4 separate regions of the Mus musculus genome follow, and regions 2, 3 and 4 are each linked to region 1. The links are chromatin contacts, called in public Hi-C, Micro-C and promoter capture Hi-C maps. All regions are on one chromosome and are shown on one strand. The core of a region is the stretch at or near the end of the contact, and the rest is flanking DNA. Distances in the headings are between cores, read along the strand shown.

Region 1 (5,327 bases), core at 644-3,143:
TGCTGTGGCAAAAAATAACATGATTAGGACAAAATAAAATAATAAAAATTAAAAATGTCTTTTGAGCTTACAGTTTCAGAGGGTTTGAGTCCATGATGGCAGGACCAGTTGAGAGCTCACATCTTGATTCCCCTGAGTGATGCACCTCCTCTAAAAAAGCCGCGCCTCCGAATTCTTCCTAAACTTTCCCGCCAACTGGAGACCTCATATGACCTTATTGGGGCCATTCTTACTCTGACCACTACTACACAAATAGGTACCAGGTAATCTTCCCTGGAGTGACTTGGGTCATCACAAAGCTGAAGGTTGCTGGGAGACAGAGAAGATTGCTGGTGCCTCCATTCTCTGCCTTTACTACCTGCCCATTGCCTTGTAATATTAACTACTGGAAACCTACCTGAGCATCTTGAGAATCGAAACACAAGTGCTTTCAGCAGCATCCTCCTTCTATGTCCCGATATATTTCAGGATCCATTCAGGCTCTCTCGGACTCCTCCACCCGTCCACCCCACACACACCTTGTTCTCTCTCAAATCCATGCCCTCTTTTACTTTAACTGTTGTTTGGCCTTCTCCAGTCTTGGCCCTCGTGGTACCTTCCGTGAGAATGTATCATCTGAAAAAGCTATGTAAGTGTGCCTGCTCTCCTCTGAAGGAGTGGAGTTAAAAGGGATGGAGATGTGTAAATTATCCCGGGGTGTGTGCAGAGACCAGTACTGGACCCTGGCACAGGTCAACTTGCTGTGAGAAAGTCACTAGGGTTTCCTTTCACCTTCTTAGAATTGATAATTAGAGGAAACAAAGGATGGAGGAACTGAGTAGCAGGGGCCATGCCACCTGCCTACTAATAACCACCAATCACCTCCCCTCAAGTATTCTTCCCTGGGATATGAGCTTTGAAAATGAGAGGGCTGACAGTGAGTGGCTGACTTATAAGAAGAGTAGCAAGTAAACAAACAAAGGAGTGTTTGCCAGAAAGTGTGAGCACAAATGTAAAAGTCTGGGGTGGGGGTGCAGATTCCCCTTCAAGAGTTAACTCTTTCCCACCCTGACATCCTACAGCTCAGAGTTCCAGTGGCTGGGATAAGTGACAGATTGTGGGCACTGACCAACTATGCCCTGGAAAAAAAGCTGGGAGTACCGCCATTTATACACAAAGCCAAGGACTTCCCAGGCCGCAGCCGGCCCTGTTGGGGTCACCGCAGTGCTGCATGCCCAGAGACGCGCCAGGAAGCACCGGTGGCTGCCTGGCTGCTCAGCTGATGGCCGGGAGAAGTTAGTCACCCCTAGCCCGAAGTCAGCAAGTGTTGGAACGTGAACAAGCTAGGAGATGAGGAGGCTGGAAATCAGCTACCGGGACCGACTGGAGAGAACCAGGGAAAAGAGAGAGGGACTTGGGGTTGCACAGGCGGCTGCCCTGACCAGTGAAGTTACCAGGTCTACAAGGCCAGAGCGCACTGGCCGGCAAAATGAAGCAAGAACTTCATATCCCGCTCAAGAACAGCAAGGGGAAGGAGGCAGAGAGAGACTTTAAAAACACACCAAAACACCCCTTCAGGAGATGAGGTAAGCCGAGGTTAGCCAACCCCGATTGGTTGTGAAATACCACACAGAACCGGAGTTGCTGTGGCTTTAAATGAGGCCAAGAGAATTTTCTTGTTTTCTGCCCAAATACTTTTTCTCTCTCAATCTCTTTCTCACCCTTACTCCCTCCTTTGTCCCTCCTTCCACCTTGCTAGGTTCTGGCCCCTTCCTCCTTCCCGGTCTGCCTTTCCTCGATCACCCTCCTCCTCTCGCTGCTCCCTCCCCCATCAGATTAGGCGCGGACCGGGAAGGGTGGGAGTGGTGGGGGAAGCTCTCCCTTTAAGAGGCAGCGTGCAGTGACGAATTGTTGAAATTGCCATTGCAGGATGGCACGCCGCTATAAATTCATTGTCCCACCTCCTCGCATCTTCACAGCGCCTGAGCCGCTCTCCGCGCCCGTAGCAGCCGACTGGGGATGATCCCGGGCGGGAGGACGCGGCAACGGAAGGGACCGGGACGCGCCGCCTCGCTGGCTCTCCGCAGGCCGCCTCCTAGCTTTTGATTTTAAACATTTTTAGGTGTTTCCTTTGCTTGCTTTCTTTCCTTTTCTTTTCTCCCGTCTCATTTCTCCCTGCCTTCGGGTTCCAGCGGAGCCGAGGAAGCCCTGAGAATAAGAAAGGAAGTGGGTCGGAGCTTGGAAGCTTTGCAGCCCGCCAGCCCCGGGCTTCGAGGGGGCGGGAGCGGACGCGCACCAGTTGCGGGCCAGCGCGGTCGCCCTTCTTACTCTCTTAGCTCGTTTGTTTTGATCTGTTTGTGCAAAGATCTTGTCTGCGTTGGGCCTCTCTCCTTTTTTGTATTTGGTTGCTCTCCACCTCTTGGCTTTTACTCCCACCAACACCACCCTTTATTTAATTTTTTTTCTTTTATTTTATTTAAAATTTTTCTTCCTCCGTCTCTTGGACCTCCATTCCAAACATTTTCCAAACCAACAAAGAAAAAGTTCTCACAGTGGCACCGGTGCCAGGCCAGGCTGGCTCTCTGCTGCGGATTCCCCCTACCCTTTCCTGGACACTTGACTCAACCTTGCACGCCAGTGTGTAGAGTGTGCGGCTGTGGGTGGGTGGGTGGGAGGGCGAGCCCCCCACCCCCGCCCCTGAAACTTCTATAGCAAATAGCAAGCATCCAGCTAGACTCAGTCGCGCAGCCCCTCCCGGCGGGCAGCGCACTATGCGGCTCGAGTGGGCGCCCTTGTTGCTGCTACTGCTGCTGCTGAGCGCGTCCTGCCTGTCCCTGGCCGCTGACAGCCCCGCCGCGGCACCTGCCCAGGATAAAACCAGGCAGCCTCAGGCTGCAGCAGCGGCCGCCGAGCCGGACCAGCCGCAGGGGGAGGAAACACGGGAGCGAGGCCATTTACAACCCTTGGCCGGGCAGCGCAGGAGCGGCGGGCTGGTCCAGAATATAGACCAACTCTACTCTGGCGGTGGCAAAGTGGGCTACCTTGTCTACGCGGGCGGCCGGAGGTTCCTGCTGGACCTGGAGAGAGATGACACAGTGGGTGCTGCTGGTAGCATCGTTACTGCAGGAGGAGGGCTGAGCGCATCCTCTGGCCACCGGGGTCACTGTTTCTACAGAGGCACCGTGGACGGCAGCCCTCGATCCCTAGCTGTCTTTGACCTCTGCGGGGGTCTCGATGGCTTCTTTGCAGTCAAGCATGCGCGCTACACTCTAAAGCCACTCCTGCGTGGGTCCTGGGCAGAGTATGAACGAATTTATGGGGATGGATCTTCCCGCATCCTGCATGTCTACAACCGCGAGGGCTTTAGCTTCGAGGCCCTGCCGCCACGCGCCAGTTGCGAGACTCCTGCATCCCCATCTGGGCCCCAAGAGAGCCCCTCGGTGCACAGTAGATCTAGGAGACGCTCAGCGCTGGCCCCGCAGCTGCTGGACCACTCAGCTTTCTCGCCATCTGGGAACGCGGGACCTCAGACTTGGTGGAGGCGTAGGCGCCGTTCCATCTCCAGGGCCCGCCAGGTGGAGCTCCTCTTGGTGGCTGACTCGTCCATGGCCAGGATGTATGGGCGGGGCCTGCAGCATTACCTGCTGACCCTGGCCTCCATCGCCAACAGGCTGTACAGTCATGCAAGCATTGAGAACCACATCCGCCTGGCGGTGGTGAAGGTGGTGGTGCTGACGGACAAGGACACGAGTCTGGAGGTGAGCAAGAATGCGGCCACGACCCTCAAGAACTTTTGCAAATGGCAGCACCAACATAACCAGCTAGGGGATGATCACGAAGAGCACTACGATGCAGCCATCCTGTTCACCCGAGAGGTAGGTACAGAAGGTGGGTGCCCAGCCCTGGGATACAAAGACTGGTGGAAGGGCAGGTCTTGCTAGTGGCTCTGCTTCTCCCATAAAGGACTTGTCACTCAATAGAGATTTACTTAAATGCATCTTGCATGCAAACCACTCAGCCCCCACTTACACTCAGGTGTTTCGGTGAGCCTCTGCAGTAATCTCTGCTTTAAGTGAGGCGACTTTATGAGATCAACACTCGCTAAGGCTGGACGCCAGTCAGACAGGACACTGTGGTGTATGGCCGCGATAAGGAGGTGTACAGTTACATGGCAAAAGGAGGAAAGTAAGACTGTCGTCTGAAATTGCATGTTTTCTACTTCCCAGTGAAGACGAAAGTACTACTTTGTCCTACTTAATGGGAAGGACTTGAAAGTTGGCAGTTGCTTTTATCTGATTGATGGCCTCCCTTGTAAATGTCCTTAAACGAACTCTTCTGCAACACTGGTCTTTTCCAAAGGACTGCTTTTTCTAATGTGGCTTCCAAATGGGCTTCTGACATATCCACCTTGGAATCTGAGTTCCTGAGAAGGAAGGAATGTGGGAGGGTCAAGGGGATGCGGAAGCCCAATCAGCAGTGAGGACAACCCCCCACCCCACCCCCCACCCCAGGCCCTCTACCAGCACATCTGAAGCACCACCCTCCCGCCCAACTGCCAAACAAGGGTCAAATCCAGTTGGAAGGTTTGGGGTTTGGATGAATGTGTTTCTGAAGTTCTGGGCAGAGCTTCAGGATGTGGGGAAGAACGTTTTCCAAGGACTTCCCCACGTTAAGGGTGATGGTTACCGAGAAGGAAAAGAGATGGATCATTATGAGCCCAGACATTCTGGGAGCAACACATCTATTTACACAGTTACCAGACCACCATGTCAGCGTGACGTTTCAGACCAAAAGTCCTGCTGATAGTTGTGAGCCTGAGCATTCAGAAAGCTGTCCCCATTACCATCCTTGTTGAATTTTGTCTTCCCAACTAGCCCCCTCCTAGTGTGTGTATGTCTGTGTCTGTGTGTGTGTGTGTTCTATCGATGATCACAGTTTCATTTTCTGCATGACTGCCGTGACTATGCATGGCATACCTAGAAGACACCATGCCTGCGTGTCATGGTCTTGCTCTCCACTTCTTTCCTCAGTTTGCCTTGGTAATACATCCACCATCCATGTTGAGCACTTCCCTGTCTTTCTTAATCTTAGCATCATGATGTGTTCTAAGTCTGATTTAAGCTTGGCTTATTGCCAAATTCAATTTCTCTGCCTGACTTGTGCCCTTTCAAATGCCTGTGAAGGACTAATGTTTAAGGATCATTCTAGGTGTGTGAAATCCATCCAGTATAACTTTTAAGTAACAACAAACTCTTTGACAGTGTACAGTTACAAACTGTAACCAAAGAGGAAGGATAGATAATTCAATGGCATACTCTAGGGGTTTCAGGGTGCTAAAACTTCCCTAC
Region 2 (5,645 bases), core at 2,240-4,739, 1.2 Mb before region 1:
GCCCCCTATACCTGCCCTGCTCCTCAACCCACCCACTCCCGTTTCTTGGCCCTGGCATTCCCCTGTACTGGGGCATATGTTCTTCGCAAGACCAAGGGTTTTTCCTCCCATTGATGGCTGACTAGTTCATCCTCTGCTACATACGCAACTAGAGACTTTAGTCACGTGGGGCTTCTCCCAATGACCCATTGCTTTCCAGAGTCCCCCAAAGATGGTTTAAGAGGAGTATGCTCAGTTGAGACTCAGCTGTCAGTAGCTTTCTTTAGTCACGTGGGCCTTCTCCCAATGAACCTCGGGCTTCTTTTGTTCTTTGATGCTTATGTATATATAACAATTCCTTTCGTGTGACTAATACTACGTGTGTTTTGTCTCATTAGTTTCTCACTTATGGTAATCGTGGTACAGTGAATCTGCTTCATAGAAAGACTTTTCTTTGTATGAGCAGGCAAGACGTTTACTCTTCTGAAGTTCGCATGAGACTCATGGATACCAGGGGGGAGATAGTGCTCATGTAAGGACAGGGTTATGGTAAAAGTTTAATAATACGTTTTTGTTATTGTTCTGCTTAAGGTCAGAGCAGGAATGGAAAGGAAAGGAGCAGGTGTGTGTGTGTGTGTGTGTGTGTGAGTGTGTGTTTAAATTTCCTTTTGAATTTATTTTTGAGAAATACAGAAATCACAACAGGAGCACAACATGACATAATAGAATGAAGATGACAGCAACAAATTTCCCAAGATACTGAGTGTTTCATGTGCTGCAATTGTTCCTTTTTGGGTGGAAGGAAGTTTCTCGGAGAAGGCCAACCTCATGGCAAGGTTTTGGTGACATCTTCTTTTTACTGGTTTTTGCAAGGAACAAGGAAAGCCCTCGTGTGCATGCTACAGGTGCCTATATCTCATTAGGGATGTATGCTGTGGCAACACACTTGGTAAGAATGGTTAGGATGATGTACCAGGAGCCAGGGAATGCTGTCATTTGTGCTGAACTGGGTGGGGATGCTAAGCAAGACTGGGCAAGTAACCTGCTGGAGAGTTCTTCCCTGCCCACCTAGCCCTTCCCCTGGGTAACATTCCTTCTCAGAACCACCTCACCTGGCAGAGTCCTGCACAGAGCTGCTCCCTTCCCTGAGGTGATGGGATGGGAATGGGCCAACGTAAGCCAAGTGGGTACTGTTCTAGGGTCTTCTCCACCCCCATCCCCCATGGAGAGTGGCTGGCTGACTTCTATCAGAGGAACTTTCCTGCCCAGGTGTGTCCCTCAGGCTCATGAGGAGAAGACAAGGCATACAGTGTACCCAGAAATTGATGATGTTTGCTTTTGGCAAGAAAATCTGTTTTTGCCTACTGTCAGATTTCTCCATCTCTTAGAAATTCCTAAGAGTGGTCTAGCAACCATTTGTTTGTACAAGGAAACCTACCACCTAGTTTCTTTTATGCTTTGTCAGTCAAATTGACACTTTAAAGTTTTAGGCATGACTTAAGCTACCTTCAAAGTGAGGCGAGCTTGGGAATTAAGCCTTTTCGAAGAAAGGTTACTCACCAGAGTCAATAGCTAAGCCATGAAAGTGGAGGAAAATGAAGCCAGGCCTTTGCATTCCCTATGGGAACATTTTTCAGCATTACTGAACAGGGAACTGGACCCAGGCTAATGTTCTTCCTGTTAACTCAGACTAACAAAAATGTATACTTTCTACTAAAAGCAACTTCTCTGTTCAGATTCATTTATGTTGTAGAATACTCACTTAACTTTCTTAAGAATTTATAATTTTAAATGTGCGAATTAATAAAGGTATATTCTAAGGTGGGATATTCAATACTGCCTGCCTTTATGACCTTATGAAAATATACTTTTATTGTATGTCCTGAAATGCCTTACTTTAAATTGTGGTTTATTTTGAATCAAGTTTACTAGAGCATAATTTGTAGGAAAAAAAAATCGCCAGACTCATGGCGACATATACGTGAGTTAAAATGTTATTAAACCATTTTATTAACTTTTCTCATTGTTGTGACAAAATACCTTTGAAAAGCAACTCAGGATGGGTGTGCTTTTCCTGCCACCCAGTTTAAAGTTCAGGACTCAGCCCAAGGAATGGAACTGTCTGTTGAAGGTGGGTCTTCTCATCTGAAGCAATCTAGTCTGGACACTCTCTCCCAGGCTATTCCAAGAGCTTTTCTTCCTGTTGATTCTAGATCCTGTGAAACTGACAGTCACTATTATGTACACACAGTGATGAGGAAAGCATGAGATGTTCAAACATAGTCAAAAGAAACCACAAGAATATATAATTCCTATGTACTTTAAACATATATACATATTCATATATTTATATAACCATTTGTTATAACCAGATTACCAGATTCCCCAAATGAATGTTATGAAATAACACAGAATTGGATAATATACTGTCACAATTCGGTGCCATACAACGATGTATAACCAGAGTTACTTATAATTAGGGAATCAAGACTAATACCAACAAAATGCATTATGTTGATATGGGTAAGAATCATTCACGTGACTGTTGACTTTCTATTGCTTGATCTTATCACCTACTGAATTTAAGGTATCCCTATCCCAGTTACTGAAAGCATGATCAAGAGTCATAGTTCAGTGGAACCAGAGCCCATGAAGGCAACGAATTCACTGAGCAGAATCTTGGACAATGATTCACTATAATCCTGCATTTAGGGACAAGTGCATCTGACATCTTCTGGATGCTATCCAAGAAGGAGGCATAAACAGTTAAACATTTTTACACCTCTGTTAGGAGTGATGTCATGTCCAGACCTAAGCTGCATTGACTGTGGGAGTAGTCAAATACAATTTCTGTCCTGTAATGATTAATCTTCAGTTTCAAATTGGTTAAATTCAGAAGCATCTAGAGTGTATATAATTGGGCATATCTATGAGAGAATGTCTGGAGAGTTAGTCAAAGGGAGAGGAAGACTTACCCTGAATACAGGCAGCACCATCCCAGAGGGTGGGGTCCTGGATGGATAAAGAAGGGAAGCTGTGCTCCAGCATTCTGCTTCCTGACATCACTAAATTGGAGCATGCAGCTGCCAACATTTGGTACCACAGTCAAAAGCCTCTCTCGCACCCACGCTTCTCTACCATGGTGCTGTGTAACCTCAAATCGGGATCTAGAGCACAGCCTTCCCTTCAGCTACTTTTTGTTTAGTATTTGGCCACAGCAACAAGGAAAGTAACAAATGCACGTTCTTTACTGTTCTCCACAAGCGCCCTCAGCCTAAAGGTTTTCTTATCAAGGAGATTAAGAGCAGTGTCTGCTTACAACTGAGTAAGGAGTTCAGAACCCCGGCAGATCACAACTTAAACAAGTTATCTACGCTCTTCCTCTGGAACTTGATGCTGTCTTATCTGCTTACACTGTAATGTCTGCCTTCCACAGCCCCTGGTGGGTCACTGTGCTCTTGAGTGTGAAGGTAGCTCCTCTGTGACCCCTGTGGCCTGCAATGTCCATCTCCCAGGCTATAAACATGTGTGACTAACAAGGACTGCCAATCTCTTCTGTTCAGGGTCAATTGCCAGGTGATGAAGTCATCCCCACAAGCAGAGTGGTGGTGTGGAGAGCTGAGGCAGAGCAAAGTAGGAATATATCTGATAGTGAACAGACCAAGGCATAGCAGAAGGATTAGGGAGATTTATGTGATCAGCTGAAAGAGAATTTATGTGTGTATATTAGAACCAAAGGTCGGAGTTTAGACTTTTGACTGAACAAAAGTCTTCCTTATAATGGAAGAGCGTAAGGAGTGTGAAAGATACTGACTGCTTAGAGAGAAGCAGGGGAGATAAATTGGCAGCAATGACTGCCAAGTTTAGGAGTTTAGGGTTATCCTAAAAGCAAGAAGAGGAATTAAATGTGTAAGATATGATATTGTGCTTGAAATGTTTCTTGCTTTTAACAGATGGTGAAGGGTATTGTGATTACAGTTTTTGAGGTAATTAGGGAGCTACTGATATGGCATATAAATAAAACATCTTCTCCAAGAATCTTTCATCTAGAGATGGACAGAAAAAAGGTGATTCAGGAAACCTTAATGAACTAGGATTTAGAAGGTATGTAGGCCAAATTCCCAGATACAGCAAACAAGAGTACAGGGTGCCCTGTTACCTTTGTATTTCAGATAGGCAATAAGTATGCTCTCTATCTATCTATCTATCTATCTATCTATCTATCTATCTATCTATCTATCTATCTGCCTCTCTTTCTTTTTTTCTTTTTAGTATAAATTTATTCCATGGAATATTTGGAACACGTTATAACTCTTATGTTTTCATTTAGGATTATTAATTAACTTTAATAAGTCTACTTTGCTTAACGGAAATTCAAATAAGTCCCAGTGACCTAAATGGTACCTGGCAACCCTGGTTGCTGAGGAACTTAGAAGAGGAGAACCTGGTGGTAAAAAGGGTCCACCCTGAGGAGTAAGGTCCCACGATAGGTCTGTCATGAAAGGGAGCATATCAAGCAGGGTGAGAGGTCAGAACCCTCTGACCATGGCTTGTTTTGGTGCCCAGAGACAAGAGTTTGACTCATCATGTCCTCTCCTTATGGTTGCACGCAGCAGTGTTTTTAATTATCAGGGCTGCTCTGCTTCTCACTGGGGCAGGGTTTCCTAATTTTCAAGAGCAAGGAGATTCTGAAAATTAACCTCTAGGTAATGGATCAAAGAATGCACTGGGAAGAATCACAGAACAAAATGTAAGAGTCAGTGTCTAAGACAATAGAAGGAGTTCTGGAAAGTTTGATTGTTGTTCCCATGTTCTCTATGGAATGGAAGGAGTTACAGAGACAAAGTTTGGAGCTAAGATGAAAGGATGGACCATACATAGACTACTCCACCCGGGGATCCATCCCATAATCAGCCACCAAACCCAGACACTATTGCATATGCCAGCAAGATTTTGCTGAAATGACCCTGATATAGCTATCTCAAGTGAGGCTATGCCGATGCCTGGCAAATACAGAAGTGGATGCTCAGAGTCATCTATAGGATAGAACACAGGGCTCTCAATAGAGGAGCTAGAGAAAGTACCCAAGAAAAGGGGTCTGCAACCCTATAGGTGGAACAACAATATGAACTAACCAGTACCCCTAGAGCTCATGTCTCTAGCTGCATATGTAGCAGAAGATGGCCTAGTTGGCCATCATTGGGGAGAGAGGCCCTTTGGTCTTACAAACTTTATATGCCCCAGTACAGGTGAATGCCAGGGCCAAGAAGTGGGAGTGGGTGGGTAGGGGAGCAGGGTGGGGGGGATGGTATAGGGAACTTTCGGGATAACATTTGAAATGTAAATAAAGAAAATATCTAAAAAAAAAAAGTCAATAGAAGGAAGCCTTAGAGTGCACGTGCACCATCATAAGGTAGGCAACAACGTCCTAAGTAACATACAAAAGGAAAAGAGCATACAAGAAAAGTAGTTTTAATTTATAAACCAATTTATCAAAGATGTTGCTAAAAGACAAAACAATAATCCATAAATTTAGCAAAGTATTAAAATATATCTACTCACAAAGGTCTTAAGATATTTTTTTACTTAGTATAAAATATTTTTTATTGAATATTTTCTTTATTTACATTTCAAATGTTATCCCCTTTCCCGGTTTTCCCTCCAGA
Region 3 (5,689 bases), core at 128-2,627, 1.5 Mb before region 1:
CCCTGGAGCTGGAGTTACAGGAGGTTGTGAGGTACCCGGTGTGGGTGCTGGGAGCCAAACTTGGGTCCTCTGCAAGAGCAGTGCACCCTTTTAACCTCTGAGCCATCTCTACAGCTTGGTGGAAATTTCTTGACGTGAGCTGGATCTGAAGGCACATGCTTATAATCCCAGCACTTGGGAAGTAGAGGCAGGAGGATGGGAAGTTGAAGGCCAGCTGGGCTACACGAGGCTCTGTCTCATGAAACTTGAAAGACAAATTATATGTGAAGGTAATTTTGATGGTTCGACTTGCTAGGGATTTCCCACACTCTTCTGCCTTCACTAGGAACCTGGAAAAGCTGCCTGTTCACCCTCCTGGCCTCTCTTGCAGCTGCATTGGGCTGTAGGTTACAGTGCAGGATTTCTGGGGATGAATTTGCCTCTCTTCTCTTTCTGCCATGGCCCCTGAAGTGATGGCAAGAGAAAGGGCCAAGCTATCTCAGAGATGTCATTGTACAAGACACCTTGCCACATGCGGACCCAATGTTAATCCCAGCCTGTCTCCAGACCTTTGAAATAAAATGAAATTTTAAACAATCTGTGCTTGTTATCAGTAGTCAGAAGTTTGAAACTACCCTGTCTTTTAAAGTACAAACAGTATAAAGCCTTCCTCATTGGTGTTTGTGGTTCATTTCAAATTGCATGTGTTTAGATTTGGCCCCTATCTGGCCTTGCATCGCTGAAGACTGGGGCATGAGTAGAGCTCAAATGGTTTCTTGTTGTTTCTTTAAGACAGTGTCTCATGCCTATGTGACCTGATGATTCTTTTTTCTTTTTATTTCCTATTTCGAGATAGATTTTCATATATCCCAGGCTGCCCTTGAACTTTAAGTGTGCAAAGCTGACCTTAAATTTGTGATTCTCCTCTTCTCTGTGTCTTCAGTGCTGGTATTGGGAGGGTGTGCCAGCAGACCTGGTTTGCTCAATGTAGGGAATCAAACTCAGCCTTCAGGAATGCCAGGAAAGCACTCTACCAAGTTAGTCGCCCCAACTCCTCTGCTTTTATTATTTCATTTTATTTTTAAAGATTTATTTTATTTATATGAGTACACTGTAGCTTTCTTCAGACACACCAGAAAAGGGCGTCAGATCCCATTGCAGATGGTTGTGAGCTACCATGTGGTTGCTGGGAATCGAACTCAGGACCTCTGGAAGAGCAAATTCCTACACACTAGGAAGGAAATCTCTCCACTACAAATATCTCGGACAGGTTTGGCGCCACGGGCTCAACGCTGGTTTCTTATTGGTCAGCAGTGACGCCACTCAGGCAGGCGTGGCCTTCTTTGTTACGTTTCAGGCAGCGGATGGTCAGAGTCCTGACAGGGAGGCGGGAGCGGAAGTAGGAAGCCGAAAGGCTGGGAGGGCGAGGGGGAAGTGGCTACAGTGAATCCCCTTCCGGCGCGAGGGACCGGAAGTTGTGGCCCGCCCGTGTCAACTTCGGCTCTGCAGACTGAGAGCCGGGCTGCCACCGCCACCATGGGCGGGAAGAACAAGCAGCGGACTAAGGGGAACCTCAGGGTGAGTCCTGTGGTGATGGTAGCCCCGCGGCCTGCGGCCCGGGTGTCCAGAGGGCCGTGAGGGAAGAGTGTGACCTCCCGGTGTGTGCGTCCCCGCGGGTGGACAAGTCGAGGAGTTGGGACCCAAACGACGTTTCACGCCGGATCTGGGAAACGGAGCGCGCCCAGGGAGGGAGGTGTCATCGGGAAACGGTGACAGTGAGCACCCGGGCGGCCCTCGTGGGTGGCCGAGCTTGTGTAGGAGCTGTGGGAGGGAAGAAGCAAGCGTGGGCTTCACTCGCTCAGTCCCTCCTTGCCAAGGCCCGAGCCCGTCGGTGGTATGCCCGGTGTCAGGTCGGTGTCACCCGTTGGGTCTCTGGTCTCAAGCTTACCTCGCTTTTCCTGCTTCACTCTGGCCACCCTGAACTTGCCACGAACTTGGCTGGCCTGGCAGGCTTCGGATGGCCATATGTTAGGTGGCTCTAGATACCTTAATGCATCCTGTATAGCCCTGGCTGTCCTGGAACTCATTCTGTAGACCAGGCTGGCCTGGAACTCAGAAATTCTCCTGCCTCTGCCTCCCAAGTGCTGGGATTAAAAGCGTGTGCCACCACCACCTGGCGCTTTGAAAGTATCTTAAAGGCAGGTGTTTCTCTGCAGCCTTTATCCTGATGGATCACACACACATACACACACACACACACACACACACACACACACACAGTTCGCTTTTATAGACCTGTTCCACCATTTTTTTTTTAGATTTATTTATTTATTATATGTGAGTACACTGTAGCTGTCTTCAGACACCCCGGAAGAGGGAGTTAAATTTTGTTACAGATGGTTGTGAGCCATCATGTGGTTGCTGAGATTTGAACTCTGGACCTTTGGAAGAACAGTCAGTGCTCTTAACCACTGAGCCATCCTTCCAGTCCCTCATCTCTTAATTTATAAATTTTGCTGACCCTTAGGAGAGTTGATCTCAGTATTTAACACCCAAGTTCTCTACCTTATGTATTCTAAAAACAGTGTCATTCTTCATATAACATGTGAAACTTTAACCATGGTGGAGTACACAAATATAACATGTAGACTTACAATTTGTATTTCTACTAACTTTTATAGATTTAATTCTGTTTTTATTTTATTTTGATTTTGGTTTATCAAGGCAGTTTCTCTTTGTAGCTCACCTGTCCTGGAAGTCGTTCACAGATGTGCCTGCCTCTGTCTCTACAGTGCTGGGATTAAAGGCATGCACCACCAGGACTGACTTAAAGTTGTTTTTAGATAATAACATTTTCAAAGCATTTATGACTCAGTCAAGTATCACTTGTTCCCTTTGGCAGGGAATACATTAAAAGACACATAAAAACAACTTATACTTTGAAGTCTTTTGATTTAGACAGTTTTCCATTTCATACATCCTAAATGAGCGTGTTTTTTATGTCATAATGACCAGGAAGAGTTGGCCATTGGTTGGCTTTGTTTAGTCTCATCTAATTGTTTCCTTCTATTGATTCCAGCTAAGCCATTTTTGACCATGCTTTGTATGATAACATTTTCAGTATATCATTCCAGAAGTGTACAATACTTTTTTTTCCCCTTTAAGACAGTGTTTCTCTGTTCTGGAACTAGCCAGCTCTGTAGACCAGGGTGCCTTCCCCCCCTTTATTATTCTTTTTTGTTTTGTTTTGTTTTTGTTTTATTTTTTCCTTTCTCAGTGGCATTTGCTTAGTGTTGAGCATTGTAAAGTTATCTTTTTCCATTGGATAATAAGAAATATGTGGTGTTGCAGTCTGTGGTTAGACATACTTACCCCTAAAGATTTTCACACCCTGCTGGGATTAAATTCTTCCTGCAGTACTTCAGAGTTACTGTTGGTATCGCAAATGACAAAGAGTGAAATGATTGCTCTTACCTCATTTGAAGGGTGATCTAACTGAAGTTTAGAGAAGTTTACTTGCTTAAATTTGTGTAGCCTGGAAGCTTCAGAGTTGGGGCTTGAAGTTTAGTTTTTAAAATGTTACGTCATAGGGGGCGCGCTGAGAGGACGCCTTTCAGGAGTCCATTCTCCTTTCCCTTTTTGTGGGTTTCCGGGATGGAAGTCCAGATTGTCTGACAGCTTGCATAGCAAGCGATTTATCCTCGGAACCATCTTGCTGGGCCTGGACTTGAACTTAAAAGTAGCATTTGTTCAATAGAAAATAGTGCTGGGAGCCATATATATTTGTAGATTTTAGTAGATACATGTCTTTTTTGTTGTTTTGACTTTTTGTTTTGAGATGGGATTTTACAATGTGGGATAGCCTGGTCTGCGACTTCTTGTGTAGCCTAGGCTGGCCTCACACTTGTGATCTTCTTGTTCCAGGCTCCTTAGTGCTGAGGTTACAGGGCTGTACCACTAACATGGCTAACTGCTCTTTCCTTTGTTTTGAAACTGGGTCTCATATGTATCATTCAGGCTGGACTTGATCTAATTATGTAGCTGAGCCTGACTCTGACATCCTGATTCTCACACCAACCCTCCCAGTGCTGGGATTGTGGGATTACAGTTTTGTACCACCACACAGCTAGCTTCTGCTTGCTATTCTTGAAGTATCTGTTTAATGATAGGCACAGATTTCTAAGAAAATATTATGGCGTATGAAACAATTAGGAAATAGGTATGAATGTATGAGTGGAAAGACTGAAAGAACAGAAGAGAGTGCTGATTGGTCTGAGGGAGAAGCGCATTGCAAACACTACTGTCTTGAAGGATAGAAGTTTGTCAGGCATTGAGAAGGAAGGAAGGGCCCTCAGATGGAGAGAAAAGATTATGTGAAGGCTAAATTATGAGAGAGCATATATTATACATAGGAAATTTTGAGCAGGATCTAGGATATTGAATAGTGGGAGAATGTGTCAGAACCCATGTAGGACAGGCTGTGGCAAGCAAGTGAGTTTCCTGGAGATGTCCCACCATTTGGCATGACTGATGGGTGTGCTCTGAGATGCAGGGATTCGTTTATCTATACCAGACTTCAAAATAATAAGACACAAGGCAGATGATTGGTCTCTTGACAAAACTGTGCTAACTTATGACAAAAATTATTGCTTTAAACTTATAATGAACTTAAAGGGGGCTAAAAGATAGATAATAAATGTATAGTCAGGTACTAGTCCTAAATTATGGAAAGGCATGTAAACAATTCTGCTATAACTAAATTATGGAAAGACATGTGAACAATTCTGCTATAACTCCTGAGGCTTTATTGACTTGTGATTTAAACTATTGCCTCAAACTTACTATGACCTTATTGAATGTAAAAATGCTTCAAAACAGCCGGGCATGGTGGTGCACACCTTTAATCCCAGCCCTTGGGAGGCAGAGGCAGGCGGATTTCTGAGTTCCAGGCCAGCCTGTTCTACAGAGTGAGTTCCAGGACAGCCAGGGCTACACAGAGAAACCCTGTCTCAAAAAACAAAACAAAAACAACAACAAAAAGGATTTGATTATGTGAGTCTGCATGTGTGAGAATGTGCTCATGTGAATGCAGGTGCCCTCAAAGTGCAGAAGAGGCAGGGCTTAGATCCCTGGGGTTGGAGTTGCAGGCAGTTGGGGGCAGCCCATTGAAGGTGTTCTCCAAGAACAAAAGCTCCTTTTAACTGCTGAGGCTTCACTCTAGGTCAGGAATGTGGCTCTGGTCTTGATCATTGCATTGATTTTTGTGTGTATTCTCGTGTTCTTAGACTGCCAATATGTGGAAATGAGTATATTTGCTCTTAAAGAATCCGGTCTAGCAGGAGATGGTGTTAGAGCTCAGTATGATGAACAGAATTTGTTGGGTGAATAAAAGGACTGGGCCTATTTATTAATTTACATCACTGTAACATATATGTGTTTGCAGATACTGTCTATATTGTATATGGAATTTTTTTTTCAAGACAATGTTTCCTCTGTATAGCCCTGGTTGTCCTGGAACTCACTTTGTAGATCAGGCTGGCCTTGAACTCAGAAATCCACCTGCCTCTGCCTCCCAAGGGCTGGGACTAAAGGTGTGCGCCACCATGCCTGGCTGGAAAAATTTTTATAAGCAAATGTATATTTTGGTTTTTTTTTCTTAAATAAGTGCCCATATATTGATATCATCAGCCACTAATGGGTTGTAACTATA
Region 4 (5,122 bases), core at 919-3,418, 1.6 Mb before region 1:
CTTTTGGGGGGGGGGGAAGAGTATCCATCTTCTTCTCTCCAAGCTAACCTCCTCTAAACTGTGCCACATTAGTGCAAGATTCATCTTCAGATAGCTCAGTATGTAGAGTGCTTGCCTGCTGTGCACAAAGCCCTGGCTCACTCCTCAGCACACACAGAGCCAGGTAGAGCGGACCCCACAGCCCTACGCTCAGAAGCTTCAGCGGAGGGAATCCAGAACTCAAGGCCATCCTCAACTACTATACACTGAGCTTGCGGCCAGCCTGGGGTAGCCAAGACCTTGCAATGAACAAAGAGGAGCACAGAGTACAGAGGGCTGGATAAAATGGTCCTCTTTTAGGGGGAAAAAAAAAAAAGAGTATCCAACTTCTTCTCTCCAAGCTAACCTCCTCTAAACTGTGCCACATTAGTGCAAGATTCATCTTCAGATAGCGTCATTTGTATATCACTCTAATGAACCTATTAAACAGCCAAAACATCCAAGTTTATACTCTAGAACTTGTCCCCTTCAACCTGGCCCCAACGTACTAGCAATCCTGACTCATAACTCATCAACAAAAACAATTAACGAGACAGTTCCAAAACCATCATGTTTGATTTTCACGATCATCTTTTAAATGAAGATACTCACTAAAGAAAGAAATTTAAAAACAAAACCACTCTAGTCCCGGCTGACCTAACCCTCCAGAGATCCAACTACCTCTGCCTCCCACAATGCTGGGATTAAAGGCGTGTGCCAACATCACCACCAGGTTTTAATGAAGATTTAAGAAAACCTGCATTAGCCGCGTTGAAGGCCAGCCTGGTCTATGGAGCGAGTTCCAAGACAGCCAAAGCTGTACAAGAAGACCTTGTCTCGAAGAACAAAGCAAACACACAGAGAGGGACAGAGAGGAAAAAGATATGTACTATCCTGTATCTGTTTCTCTACCACAGTAAACTGCTTTTCAAATCTATAATCTGAACAATTTCTCTCTCCTTTCCTCCCTCTCCCCCTCCCCCTCCCACCCTACCCCCACCCTCCTCTGAAATCCGAAGCCTTAGGAGAAAGAACTGGTTCTGGGCAGAATTTCTATCTTGCCTATAGCATACTGTGAGTACATAGTAGGTCCTCAAGAAAAACTTCCTCCGCTAATGGCGCACACCTTTAATCCCAGCACCGCAAAAGTAGGCAGTTACAAAGCTCCAGGCCAGCTACAGCGAGGTGGTCAGATGGACGGACGGACGGACGGACGGACAGAGGGACAGAGAGATGAGATGAGATGAGATGAGAGAGAATATTACCTGAGAAGGCACAACTTCAGGTGTAAAAGAAAAAGGCGGACATGCGGACATTAATTAAATCATAAGCCTTCAGTTGTGGAGACAGAGCTAGAAGATCTGGTTTAAGGACTGCAGCTTCCCTTGAGACAGCAGAGGGAAACTTGAAAGACAAACTTTTAATTAGGGCAACCAAACCCATGACTGAAGTGTCAGTCGATGCTACTGAAGGAGCTACAGTAAACTTCTGACAGCTGTGAAGGTCACTGCTGCGCCGTGGGAACGGCGTCTATAAAACAGTAATGCTCGGTCCCGCAGCGTCCAGGGGAGTTTTCAGACGAGAATTGCCACCTTGGTCCAACTACTCGCTCGCGGCTCCCTCCCTTGGCTGAAATCACAACTCCTGCTGTCAGCCTCCTATCCAGCCGGCTGCTTTCCTTTTCTGCCCTCCCGGTCCTCCTCTGCCTTCGCTAAGCCATCATCACCACCAAGGCAATGTCGGAAAGCCCCTGTCAGCAGGTCTCTCTACAACGTGGCTCTCCAGTTTCGACGTAGGCTGTCACCCGGAGGTGGCAGCGCCAGCCGCGCTTACAACGCACACGGTGTCACCGGGCGCTCCCCGGAGCTCGCACGCCAGCCGCCCGCCCAGCCACCCTTCCCGTCGCCCGCCGGCCCTACCGACTGCTCGGCGCCCACCGGGCCGGCCCTGGAGCCGACAGCACCCGCAGTAGATGAGGATGAGGCCGAGGCAGGGCGGGAGTGTGGCGGCGGCGGGGGTGGCCGGTACTCACCCGGGGCGACGGCGCCCATAACTGCCTCCCGCGACGGGCCCGGAGCCGGCCGCCAGCTCCGCTTCCTCCAGGTGACGCAGAGAGAGCGACGCGGTGGAACCAGCCACCCTCCCGGAGAGGCAACTTCCGGAACGCGGCATTGTGGGAAATGGCTCGGCCTCCCTTGGGGTGGGTGCGTGGGAGGCCCGCCACGTGTTCACTGCAGTGTTAACTGTGGAGTAATTTAAATCCTCCTAGGGAGTGGATGACGGGTCCTGGCCCTTGGCTTGGAAAGTCCTTCATGGCTACCTCTCTTAAATACGTTATTTCTGCAGGATGGCCAAGAGAGCGACGTAATTACACACGTCTCTCCTTTCCCCTAATCCTGTCCCACTCGCTTATAAATGTGAGTGTTCTTTCTTCCAACCCCAGCCTTCACCTTGCTGACCTTGTCCAAACTGACAGGAATTAAAGGGGAATGTTACAGTGTAAAGTCCTGAAGATTTGAGTTGCGGTTGGTTGACGAGAAACAGTAACTACACACTCTGTGCCGAGTCTTTTGTAGCACCCGTTAAGCGGACCTCAGCGGAGACAGTAATCACAGAAAACTACCTGTGCGTGTTAGTAGCAAAATAGGCAGAAGTAAGCAACACGGTAAAAGAACAGTTGATGGTGTGTGCGAGGGGATGCCATAAAGAAACCACTTGAAACTGCCGCTCAGTTAGGGGGAAGGTTTTTATTGTGAATAAGAGAAAAACTACTCAAAGGCATCGGGAAGAGTCCAGTGCAGAGAGAGGAAGGCCAGGGCTAGGGAAGCAAGAGAGTGGGAAAGAAGAGTGGATGGACATAGCACGATTGAAAAAAAAAAAAAGTAGCCAGAAGAGTCGGGGGCAAGGAAGGGGCAAAGAGAACGGGAATCAGGACCCAGATGAGAGAAGGTCCTGCGGGCTAGGGTGAAGGCTTTGAGATGTGTACTTGTGAACCGGGACTGAGGGAGCCTAGAGGCCAGTTCTAGACTTATCTAGACCTATCATAGGCAACCGCGAGTGTATATTAATGGAGAATCATGTCCCTTCTGTCAGAGGCAAGGGACATGAGTCCTTTTGGGGAGAAAACAAACCCTCAAGGTTCCTCAAACCTCAAAGATCCCGAGGAATGTTGGCTTTTTATCTAACCACCCGAAATCCTTCCATAGTCCAGCTTGAGCTCATTTCTAGATATATGGCCTTCTAAAAGATTGCAAATGAAATATTCAAACTTACTAGTTGTCAGATAAAACTATGTTGAAATAGTAGCATAAAACTGGAAAATTGGCCAGTATAATTTTTTTTAATTAATCACTCTATTGGTTTATATCTCAAATGATATCCCAGTTCCCAGTTACCCCTCCACCAACTTCTCATCCCACATGTGCCCTCCCCACTCCACTCTGCCTATATGAGGGTGCTCCCCCACCCACCCACACTCTCCAGCCCCACCTCTCTGGCATCCTTGTATGCTGGGGCTCAAACCTCCCTGGGACAAAGGGCTTCCCCTCCCATTGCTGTCAGGCAAGGGCATCCTCTGCTACCTATATGTTTGGAGCCATGGATCCCTCCAGGTACTCTCCTTAGTTGGTGGTCTAGACTCTGGGAAAACTGGGTAGTCAGGCCAGCCTATGTTTGCAATCCCCTGCTGCTCCAGCCCTTCTGCCAGCCCCTTACCACCACTAGGTTCCCTCAGCTCCGTGTGATGGTTGGCTCCAAGCATTCACATCTGCATTTGTCAGCTGCTGGCGGGATCTCCCAAGGAACCACCATACTAGGTTCCTGTCAACAAGAGCCTCTTGACCACCTCAAGTGTTGGGTTTGGTGTCTGAGGACATGATGGATCCCCAGGTGGGGCAGTCCCTGGTTTGCCCTTCCTTCAGTTTCTGTTCCATTTTTGTCCCTGTTCTTCCTTTGGACAGGAACATTTCTGAATTAAAATTTTTGAGATGAGTGGGTGGCCCCATCCGTGGACCAGGGTTCATGCTTACCCACTGGAGGTGGTCTCAACAGGTTCTATCTCCACCTTCTCTACGAATTTTGGCTAAAGTCATTCCCATTGAGTCCTGGGAGGTCCCTGGTGCCTGGGACCCTCCAGTGGCTATCCCCAGTTCCCCATCCACCCTGCTACATATTTTTATTTGATTTCCTGACCCTCTGTAACTCTCTTATATCTCCTCCAGTTTCTGACACTGTTCCCCCTTATTTCCTCCCCCTCCTCTTTCCCTCCCAGTTTCCCCTCTCCCTCTATTTCCTGTCCCCATCCCCCTCAATGCAGGACTGAAGTATCCACACCCTGGTCTTCCTTCCTTCTAAGCTCCACTTAGAGCTTAGAAGTCTAAGTGGGGCTGACTCATGAGCATTGTGAGCTTTTGGGCTAACATCCGCTTATCAGTGAGTACATGCCATGTGTGTTCTTTGTGACTGGGTTACTTCACTCAGGATGATATTTTCTAGTTCCATCCATTTGCCTGAGAATTTCATGAAGTCATTGTTTTTAATCGCTGTGCAGTAATTCATTGTGTAAATATACCACATTTTCTGTATCCATTTATCTGTTGAGGGACATCTGGGTTCTTTCCAGCTTCTGGCTATTATAAACAAGGCTGCTATGAACATAGTGAAGCATGTGTCCTTGTTATATAGTGGAGCATCTTTTGGGTATGCTCAGGAGTGGTATAGCTAGATCCTTAGATAGAACTATTTCCAATTTTCTCAGCAACCACCAAACTGATTTCTGAAGTGGTTGTACCAGCCTGTAGTCTGACAAGCAATTTAGGAATGTTCCTCTTTCTCCATATCCTCACCAACATCTGTTGTCACCTTAGATTTTGATCTTAGCCATTCTGATTGGTGTGAGGGGAATCTCAGAGTTGTTTTGATTTGCATTTCCCTGATGACTAAGGAAATTGAACATTTCTTTAAGTACTTCTCAGCCATTCGAGATTCCTCAGTTGAGAATTCTCTATTTAGCTCTGTACTCCACTTTTTAATAGGGTTATTTGGTTCTCTGGAGTCTACTTTCTAGAGTTCTTTGTATATTTTGGATATTACCCTCTATCAGATA

The links. Promoter capture Hi-C pulls out the DNA fragments that hold promoters and counts their contacts. Hi-C and Micro-C count contacts between places; a contact is called where the count stands out from the background.
Region 2: a contact with region 1 is called in a Hi-C map of uterus, with 2.7 times the contacts expected there. The contact joins the enhancer-like site here to the promoter of Adamts5 in region 1. A contact is called at or near these places in 2 of 484 Hi-C or Micro-C datasets (bone marrow-derived macrophages and uterus), 1 of 115 datasets of contacts at active chromatin or transcription factors (fibro-adipogenic progenitors) and 2 of 9 other capture datasets (adipose tissue and embryonic stem cells).
Region 3: a promoter capture Hi-C map of embryonic stem cells shows a contact between it and region 1, with 3 times the contacts expected there. The contact joins the promoter of Ltn1 here to the promoter of Adamts5 in region 1. A contact is called at or near these places in 3 of 39 promoter capture datasets (cranial neural crest, embryonic stem cells and hippocampal neurons) and 1 of 115 datasets of contacts at active chromatin or transcription factors (astrocytes).
Region 4: a contact with region 1 is called in a Micro-C map of embryonic stem cells, with 5 times the contacts expected there. The contact joins the promoter of Usp16 here to the promoter of Adamts5 in region 1. A contact is called at or near these places in 1 of 39 promoter capture datasets (hippocampal neurons) and 1 of 484 Hi-C or Micro-C datasets (embryonic stem cells).

What each region holds. Positions count from the first base shown.
Region 1 is chr16:85,897,691-85,903,017 of GRCm38.p6, reverse strand. It overlaps Adamts5 (a disintegrin-like and metallopeptidase (reprolysin type) with thrombospondin type 1 motif, 5 (aggrecanase-2)), which reads left to right and starts at 1,893. Exons shown (of 8, transcript NM_011782.2): 1 at 1,893-3,854. The coding sequence starts at 2,751. It overlaps Gm46558 (a long non-coding RNA gene), which reads right to left and starts at 3,218. Exons shown (of 3, transcript XR_001781962.2): 1 at 3,021-3,218; 2 at 1-2,187.
Region 2 is chr16:87,081,600-87,087,244 of GRCm38.p6, reverse strand. No RefSeq gene overlaps it. Among named protein-coding and RNA genes, the nearest start is that of Gm38477, 35 kb to the right of the region's middle. Within about 2 kb of position 3,489, at least 8 of the 459 cell types and tissues checked have an H3K27ac peak or open chromatin away from gene starts, as enhancers often do. A contact at or near this core is called in uterus, where this site is marked.
Region 3 is chr16:87,428,294-87,433,982 of GRCm38.p6, reverse strand. Ltn1 (listerin E3 ubiquitin protein ligase 1) reads left to right here and starts at 1,377. Exons shown (of 30, transcript NM_001081068.1): 1 at 1,377-1,557. The coding sequence starts at 1,516. It overlaps Rwdd2b (RWD domain containing 2B), which reads left to right. Exons shown (of 5, transcript NM_016924.2): 5 at 1-652.
Region 4 is chr16:87,452,031-87,457,152 of GRCm38.p6, reverse strand. It overlaps Usp16 (ubiquitin specific peptidase 16), which reads right to left and starts at 2,168. Exons shown (of 18, transcript NM_024258.2): 1 at 2,051-2,168.